3 separate regions of the Mus musculus genome follow, and all the other regions are linked to region 2. A link is a contact called in public HiChIP or PLAC-seq and Micro-C data. All regions are on one chromosome and are shown on one strand. Each heading gives the region's core, a stretch centred on a gene start, on an enhancer-like site or on the middle of the called end of the contact. The rest is flanking DNA. Distances are from core to core; before and after follow the strand shown.

Evidence for each region. Hi-C and Micro-C count contacts between places; a contact is called where the count stands out from the background. HiChIP or PLAC-seq counts read pairs in DNA pulled down with a chosen protein or histone mark.
Region 1: a contact with region 2 is called in a Micro-C map of embryonic stem cells, with 5 times the contacts expected there. The contact joins the promoter of Sh3kbp1 here to the promoter of Rps6ka3 in region 2. A contact is called at or near these places in 3 of 39 promoter capture datasets (embryonic stem cells, erythroid cells and stem cell-derived epiblast-like cells), 3 of 484 Hi-C or Micro-C datasets (embryonic stem cells and pre-megakaryocyte-erythroid progenitors) and 1 of 115 datasets of contacts at active chromatin or transcription factors (microglia).
Region 3: a contact with region 2 is called in an H3K4me3 HiChIP or PLAC-seq map of bone marrow-derived macrophages, with 3 times the contacts expected there. The contact joins the enhancer-like site here to the promoter of Rps6ka3 in region 2. A contact is called at or near these places in 6 of 484 Hi-C or Micro-C datasets (the G1E-ER4 cell line, the N1E-115 cell line, cerebellum and 2 more) and 3 of 115 datasets of contacts at active chromatin or transcription factors (bone marrow-derived macrophages, embryonic forebrain and large pre-B cells).

What each region holds. Positions count from the first base shown.
Region 1 is chrX:159,625,879-159,628,578 of GRCm38.p6, forward strand. Sh3kbp1 (SH3-domain kinase binding protein 1) reads left to right here and starts at 1,394. Exons shown (of 18, transcript NM_001135727.2): 1 at 1,394-1,813. The coding sequence starts at 1,810.
Region 2 is chrX:159,254,523-159,257,222 of GRCm38.p6, forward strand. Rps6ka3 (ribosomal protein S6 kinase polypeptide 3) reads left to right here and starts at 1,260. Exons shown (of 22, transcript NM_148945.2): 1 at 1,260-1,666. The coding sequence starts at 1,598.
Region 3 is chrX:158,939,901-158,942,600 of GRCm38.p6, forward strand. No RefSeq gene overlaps it. Among named protein-coding and RNA genes, the nearest start is that of Rps6ka3, 310 kb to the right of the region's middle. Within about 2 kb of position 1,326, at least 13 of the 459 cell types and tissues checked have an H3K27ac peak or open chromatin away from gene starts, as enhancers often do. A contact at or near this core is called in the N1E-115 cell line and bone marrow-derived macrophages, where this site is marked.

The DNA.
Region 1 (2,700 bases), core at 144-2,643, 370 kb after region 2:
ATCTTGATTCGTCTAGGTTGCTGTGACACACATGACCAGTGTCTAGAGAAGGATGCTGCTGTTACTCTTCTTTTTAAAGCCCTGCCTGCAAGTCTCTCCTCTTCCCTCCCCCTTACTCATCAGGATCATCCTGTGTCCCAGGCTAGCCTTTAAGCCAGAACTCATTAACAGCACCATCTTCTATGCCTCAGCCTTATGACTGAAATACCCCCTCCACCCTCCAACATATTTCTACAGAAATTTTAGGCTTTGACCCAATATACAAATAATGCTGCATTATTATTATTCACCGGGTACGCAAGGCAGATCTCCATTGGGCATGGGGTCAGCTTTTATTTGTCACCTCTGGGTTCACTAGTCCCCAGCCTCCATTTGCAGGGGACAATGATCTAATTTCTCTCTTGTCTCACTTTCCCTGTTGCCTATTTTGTCTCCAGTCTAGCTCACTATCTCTTCCTACCACCAGATGGTGGAAAGTGGAAAGGAAACAACAGACTGCTCAATGAATGCGGTCGCAGGCAAGTCTCTTTGGCTGAAAGGTGTGGTGGAGAATAGACTCCAAAAAAGAAGCTCGTTGAGTTGCCCAGGAATTCCTATGGATTTCTATTTTCATTTTAGTGTCCACTTAAAATTGTTGTCTATCCGGGTTTGAGGCTCAATAGAGCACAGTGATGCCTGATGGAGAACCAGCCAATCTTTGTCTCTGGACCTAGAAACATTCCTAGGCAGCAGAGCCCCACACCTTGTCCGGGTACCACTGGGTCAGGTGTAAGGAGGGTCTAATCCTGGGAGGGGCGGTGGCCAGCAGCGGACCTGCTCAGCAGCCTGACTGCGCCCTTCTCATTGGGCACCTCTAGCCCAGTACCACCTCCTACGCTCCAAACTCGCACCTGGTCTGCCAGTACTCCAAAGCCACAGCCAAAGGCCCCTTCCTCCCACAGCCCCCTGCTAGCAGCCTTCTTCCTCTATGTCCCCCCCCGCAGGGAAGGGGTGTCACCTGTTAATAACAGCAGGTGTCCCGCTCTTCACCTGCCACCGGCTTCCCCTCCCCCAGCCCTCCTTTCTCGGGGTTCTGCCTTCGATCCACCTTTTCCACGTGCCCCACAACTCCGACGCCCCCACCCCCACGGACCCCCTAAATCTCCTCCAGTCTCGAGGAGTCTCGCGGCATTTCCCGGGGCGTGAGCCGAGCCTAGGCGGATAGGGGGCGACCCTCTGCGGAGCTCCAGCCGGGACAGAGCCAGAGGTGAGGGGGGCGGCCGAGCCCCGCAGACAGAGGACGAGCCCCAGAGTCGGGCTGGACACTGCTCGGGCCCCGCCCCTCGACCCCGCCCCCGCCTGGCGGCCGCGCCTCTCGGGCGGGCGGAGCCGCTGAGCTTCGCCGCGGCGGGGAGGAGGGGAGAGCAGGCTCCGAGGCGGCTGCAGGGCACTGGGCTGGGCGGTGCTTTTTTTCTTTTCTTTTCTTTTCTTTCTTTCTTTTTTTTTCTTCTTCTTCTTCTTTTTTTTTTTTTTTCGCAATTTCCACTCGCAGAGAGCAGGAAACCCGGAGCAGCCGGGTGCAGTGGGGCCGCGATGCAGCAGCAGCAGCAGCAGGAGTCGCCCCAGGGTAGCAGCGGCAGCAGCAGCAGAGGCAGTAGCGGGCGGCGCTGAGCTGCCACCACCGCCGCTGAGGACGAAGCCGGCCCAGCAGCAGCCGCGTCCCGACGCTCGCGCCCCCGATCCCTGCGCCGCGACCTCGGCGCTCCGAACCCAACGCCCGGTTCCGCCAACTTTCACGCTGCTTCGGCGGCTCGGCTCGTCTTGGCGCCAATGGGTGAGTGCAGGGGCCGTTCGAACCTTCAGCCCATCTGTGTGTAGGGGTCGACTGGCGCGCCCATCCCGGGACCGCGGACCCGGGGAGGGCGCCCTGGAGCAGGGCCGGGAGAGTGACATCGCGCAGAGCGCCCTCCCTCGCCTTGCGCACCCCCATTCACTCTCACTTGCTTTAGTGTCCCTGCGGAGCCCGCGCGCGGCACGGACTGGAACCCGAGGGGGCCTGAGCAGAGAATCGCGGGGGCTAGCTCCGGGGCTGCTTGGGTTGAGGGAGTCAGGGGGTGTGGTTGGCTTCTTCGGGTGGGCGGGGAGAGTTTTGTCTTTGCCATTCTCCCACCCAAGTGCACCCTCCCTGGCGCTGTGGACCCGGGTACCAGGATTTGGTGGGCTCTGGCCCTGTACAGGGCTCTTGGGCCAGCCTGAGAAGAGCCTTGAAGGTCGGGGTCTCTGGGAGAGGGTTAGACTGTCTTTACTGCCTGATGATGCCGGTGGTGGGAGGTTAGGAAACGCCCCAGTACCGGGCATGGCGGGCTGTCCCAGGGTCCTGAGCTCTTCATGCGTTCCCCACTTGTGCCTCCACCTCTCACTCTGTCTTCCCCCACGCCGAACCCCTCTCCACTCTGTTACACTCAAAGGCTACTTCCTATATCCTCCTCTCAGTCTGCAGGGCCAGGAACTGGAAATGGTGATCCAGTTTTTGATGCACCTAGCAAGCATAATTTCCATGTAGGCAGCTAACCTTAGCTCTTCAGGATCCTTTTTATTATAGACCTGACAGTGTGGAAACCACCTTACTGCCCAGGGGAACTGGCACTTTACTGAGCAAAGGACTTGTGACTGTCTGGTCTCTAGTAAACGTTTGCTTTATCTAGGTACTAGCCTTGCTCA
Region 2 (2,700 bases), core at 10-2,509:
AGTAGCTTTCCACTCAGCCCAGCGACTTTTACACATCCCAGACATACTCAGCGCATCTAAGCAGCGGGCTCGAGAACCCAGGACTGAGCCTTCCCGGAATCCACTCAGAGCGCCCAGCCATTAATTCTCGAACTCTTAGAATTCTGTGGCTCCGTTGCCGACTGAGGATTGGGTTCCCTTAACCTAGGGCTTCCTCTTCTCGGGCAGGAGGAGGAGTCACAACCTCCCCTCCCTTTCTCCTCCGCCTACGACCAGCTTGATTTAAAAAAAAAAATCTAATCTTTTATTTAAAGTCAACGGAGAAGCAGGAACCCCGCGCTCCTGCCTAGAAGATATTTTTACTAACTCCTTAATCTCTGCCAAGAAGGGCAACCTTAAGGAACCTGTTTTCTTTTAAGCTTTAGGTAGCAAGGGAGGAGTGTGACAGTCTGGGCCGAAACTCGAGGGCTCTATGCACTTGGGAAGGGTTATTAGGGCGGAGGTAGGGTGGGACGAAAAATTTCCAAAGTACTAAACATTGAACACGAGAGTCAACTCGAAAAGCTTTGAATCAAATTGGGAGCCGAACGTACGTATGTGTGGCTAGCTCCCGGGAAAGAAGCCTCTTGAGTCCCCGTCCAAGCAGGAGAAAAGGGGTCAGGTGAATGAATACCCAGCTTGTGACCCTGAAGGAGGAGAGTCTTGGGCCAGGAGGGGATGTGCCCATAGCCTAGGCGCGCCCACGCGCACCCCTGGAGGAGAAAGGCCGAAAAGACACCTCCTGCCTCCGCCTGGGGCTGCTACCACCGGACTGCGCCCCCAGCGCCTTGCCCAGCTTCACCAGCTGAGCGCGAACCCCTCTGCTCTCCTATTCTCAACTAGTCTCCGAGCTGTTAGGACTCGTGGCAGTCAAAGGCACCTCGTCCGCCCCGCAGAGCCCATTTCTCTCCCCACCCCATCTCCCGCCAACGCCCCCAAATTTTTTGGGCTCGCCCTTCCTGAAAGTAGGCGAGGCCCAGAAGCTGAGGCTAGAGAGAGGAGGTGGAGGAGGAGGAGGAGGAGGAGGAGGAGGAGGAGGAGGAGGAGGAGGAGGAAGGGGTAGGAGGTGGAAAAGGGGCGGCGCCGAGCGGCCAGCCAGGGGGCGTGTCCGGCACTGGCCCCGCCCCTGGGTGCGCGCGGTGGTGGCGGAGGCCGCCCAGCCTCGCTCTAGAGAGACAGGTATCGCTTAGACGCCATGTTGTGAGCGGAAGTGGGGGAGCGCGCGGCCGTCGCTGTTCTGCTGGGATCGGGCGCGGGAAGCGGCGGGGAGGGGAGGCGGGGGGCGGAGCCGTAGTCCGGGCGGCGGAAGGAGGAGAGGAAGAAAGGGGCGAGCCCTGGTGCCTGGCGGCGGCGCAAGGCTCTCGCTTGGAGTGCGGGCGGCTGTGGCTAGGCGCTGGGCGTTCGGGTGGTCGGCGTCGGCGTCGGCGTCGAGCTCGCTCTCGGGGGAGCCGCGGCTGCCCGGCTGCTGCTTCTCGGCTCTGCCTTGGAGCTCGAGTGGCTAAGGAGCCGAGCCGGCTGTGGGGCGGGTGGGGAGGGAGGAGGCGGTGAAGGCGGCGGCGGGCCGGGGAGGGGGGGAAAGATGCCGCTGGCGCAGCTGGCGGACCCGTGGCAGAAGATGGCTGTGGAGAGCCCTTCCGACAGCGCGGAGGTGAGTGCAGCCGTGCGGCAGGGCAGGCGCGCCCCTTCCCCACGCCCCCGCCGGCGCTAGCTCTCTTCCCCGGAGCTGCCCCCCTTAGACCACCTCCGCCGCCGGCTCACATCTTGTTCCCGGGGCGAGATTCTGCTTTGGGTCGTTGGGCTTTGCCGATCTGTCTGTGTCTCCTTCCCGCACCCTCGCCTCTCCCTGCTTTTGGGGTTGGGGGGTGCCGGTGTGGCGGCGCGTGGGGTTTGGAGTGGGCGCTGAGGCTTTGCAAAGAGCCTGTTTTAATCAACTTTGCGTGGGGGAAGCAGGAGGCAAAGCAGGAGCCGGCGGCGGGGAGTTGGGAAGTTTGGCCCTGCCGGCTCTAGGGTCTTCTCCGGAATCTTAGAGACTTTGGATTCGGTTCACCAGGAGCCAAGACTTCAGTCTGGCCGCCGGAGGGGTTTGCTACAGGGAGACGGGCGCCCACAGGGCAAGGTGGGCGAGCCAAGCCGGGAGGGTTTTGAGTAAGGGGTCCAGGACTGAGGGATCCCCCCACACCCCGGTCAGTCTGCCGCAGCGCTCTCTGCCGCTGCTGCAAAAGAAAAACGGAGCGCCTTAGGTCCCCTACTCCTAGGTTTTGAGGTCACTGAGTTGGAAGACCCCAGTATAACTTTTGCTTCCTGTCCATGGAGGTGAGCGGGTGAAATTCAAGGAGATCAGCGGACGCTGTAAAAGGGCTATCTGATTTTCCTCTCCCGGGATCTGATGATCGGCCCTGAGATACCCACCCCAGTGTCAGAAACCCAAACAGTATACCCAAACAAGGCAAAACAGAATTTCCGCGGACACATCCCAGCACCGAGCTTTTCACAGCCGCCACTGTCCCAGAATCAACTGGCGATCTAAAAAAATAATGCAGACAAGATCCATTCCAGGGTATCAGCGCTCCTCTCCAGAGTGGAAAATCAGTTCCTGATGGTGGCGCGTCTGTGATTCCTCTTTCTTGACTTTTCGCTGAATTCTATCCTCGCAGCGGACTTTAGGGGATTACAGAATGATAG
Region 3 (2,700 bases), core at 76-2,575, 310 kb before region 2:
ATGAGACACACAGAGCTAAGCCTCCCTAGCACAGCCCCACCTTGATCAGCCAACCCTCAGCCAACTGTAGACTTGTAAGCATTATACACCACTGCTATCTTAAAAACCATTTAGGGTGGATTGTGAGGCAGCAATAATTAATTCCCTTAATATACATTTCTGACCTTCACTGCCCTAGACCAGTAATCTGTAAATACATAAAATATAGTGCCAGCTTTATTTCAAGGATGGAAAATATGTTATCAAAATATTACCTCGATGATAGATTATTTCTCTATGATAACTCAAAAATAATTTACCAACAATCTGTTGTGGATTGGATGCTCTGCTAGGCACAGATATGGATAGAGGTATACAAAGTAGTTTTCCATGTCCCAGACTCTAGTATTTGGACTCTAATAAAAAAAAAAAAACTGGAAAGACAACTACAAAGGCCATTGAACCAGGAAATGATTAAAAAAAAAAACTTTCTCTTTTTGAGATTTGAGATCTAGTTTCCTGGAGGCAGATATTGTGATGGTCTTGATTTGAATGCTGAACCAAATGTGTCAAGGACTTGATCTTCGTGACTCAAATTCAGGAAATTCCTCTTGTCTCGATTGTCTGTGGATATGACTGATTTGACCTAGATGCATGACTTGTGGAGGAATGTAAAACTCCCCAAGGCTGGGATATTCTCAGTATGTATGGATGCTAGAGGAAAACTGTCCTAGAGTGTAATCAAATGGTGAGCCTTATAATCAGTTGTTAAGCTGTCAGAATAGACAGAAGGGTTATGGTCCCAGAGAACAGAGGTACTTGGTAGAGTATAAAGAATGGCTCCAGTGAAACAAAGAGAGATCAAAAGGAGAGAAATTGAAAGATAAATTTCAAAATGGCAGCTGAGTCAACTGGAAAATTCCCAGAGAAGCTTTGTTAGTTCATGAACTTGTTAAGATGGGTTTTGGCAGCAAGTGAGACTTTTCACTTTGTAAGGGATGCCTTTCAGTGTGCTTTGTTTTGAACTTCCCTTTCTATCACATCAAAGACCAGAAAACCCTGAGAAAGAAAAGACTGTTTTGCTAGGTTAGAGGTAGCATCTTGTGCTACCTAGGAAGCCACCACATCTCTAAGGAGCCTCCTTTGAGCACATAGAAACCTCCTCCAGGGAACAACTGGAAGTTGGGTCCTTTTAGGCACCAGGGAAAAGGTTTGTTAGGTTCTTCACCTGGATCCTGAGACTTAGTTTCTAGTACCTAGGGTTCTGAGATGTCATGTTAAAGGAAGTCCTGGCATCTCTGCCCCCTTGTCAACCCACACAGGGCGTTGTGACCCATCCAAACAGTAACAGAGGATGAGTCATCAGTAGGCTGCCTCTGAATCACAGCTCAATCCTGATGTGGAGAGGCAGACTGAATACAGCACTTGAAAACTAATGTGAATCAGGATGCATTGGAGATTTATATTTACATCTTAGAGTAATTGACTCACTGTTAACCTCCTCTGAGCTTAATAAAATAATAGGACATTCAAAGTCACCCTGATTAATGACTTCATTCCTGATTCAGATTCAGCCTCAATTTCCATCAGGTTTGGTACTGAACTTTAGTTTCAAATGGCCTGCAGGTCCCAAGTAATGACTAACTGAACTGCTGAGATTCCATAATTCATGATGTTCCAAACCCTTCAAAATGAGTGCTATTGACCATTTTATTTGCTTTTAGAGAAAGGAGCATATCTTTTCTTGAGATCATCTTTCCTAATTACTGTTGTTTCTAACACAATGATATTCTGATTAGTCCATCTTGTCCTGCTGGCTTGGTAGTTGCACACCTCCTATTCTCCCGTTTCTTTCCCAAGTAGGTGGCAAAATGATAGTTATATCCTGTAAACCCCTAAATCATTTTCAAAGCAATTTTCTCTAGCTCCTTCCATACTGTATTGTACCCCTTCATGGGGATCAGAAGGCAAGTCATTGTCAGGTATTTGCTTATGACTTTTGAACCATTACTATGTCAAGTGACGTCATCTAATTCTCCCAATAACCCTATTATCATTTCTTTTGTTCAAATGAGGAAGTTGAGTCAGCACCTCAACACGATTAAAAACCTCACCGATGATAATATAGTCGCTGAGTCATAAAGACAGATTTCTGAACCCAAACAGGATGAGTCCAGAACCTCTACTTCCAACTTTTATGCTACTAACTTGGCTAAATGCAAAAGCTAATCATCCAGTCCCATATCCCAGTCAACATTTATAAATGACACTTTTTGGGGATGGCACTATGAATGGAACCTAGGACCTTGAGTATGCTAGCCAAGAGCTCTACCAATAAACTATATCCCAGCCATGTTTGTAAATTATTATTTTGAGACAAGGTCTCCATAAGTTGCCTATTTATTGGGTAGTTCAGGCAGATATTGAACTTTTAATCTCCCCATCTTGGCTTTCCAAGTACCTATACTACCAGGCTTGCCTACAAATATCTTTTTTTAATTGGATATTTAATTTATTTACATTTCAAAAATTGTCCCCCTTCCCGGTTTCCCCTCCCCAGAGCCCCCATCCCATCCTCCCCCCCTTAGCTTCTATAAGGGAGCTCCTCCACTCACTCACCCACTCCAGCCTCACTCCTCTAGCATCCCCCTACTCTGGAGCATCAATCCTCCACAGGACCAAGGGTCTCCCCTCCCATTGATGCCAAACAAGGCAATCCTC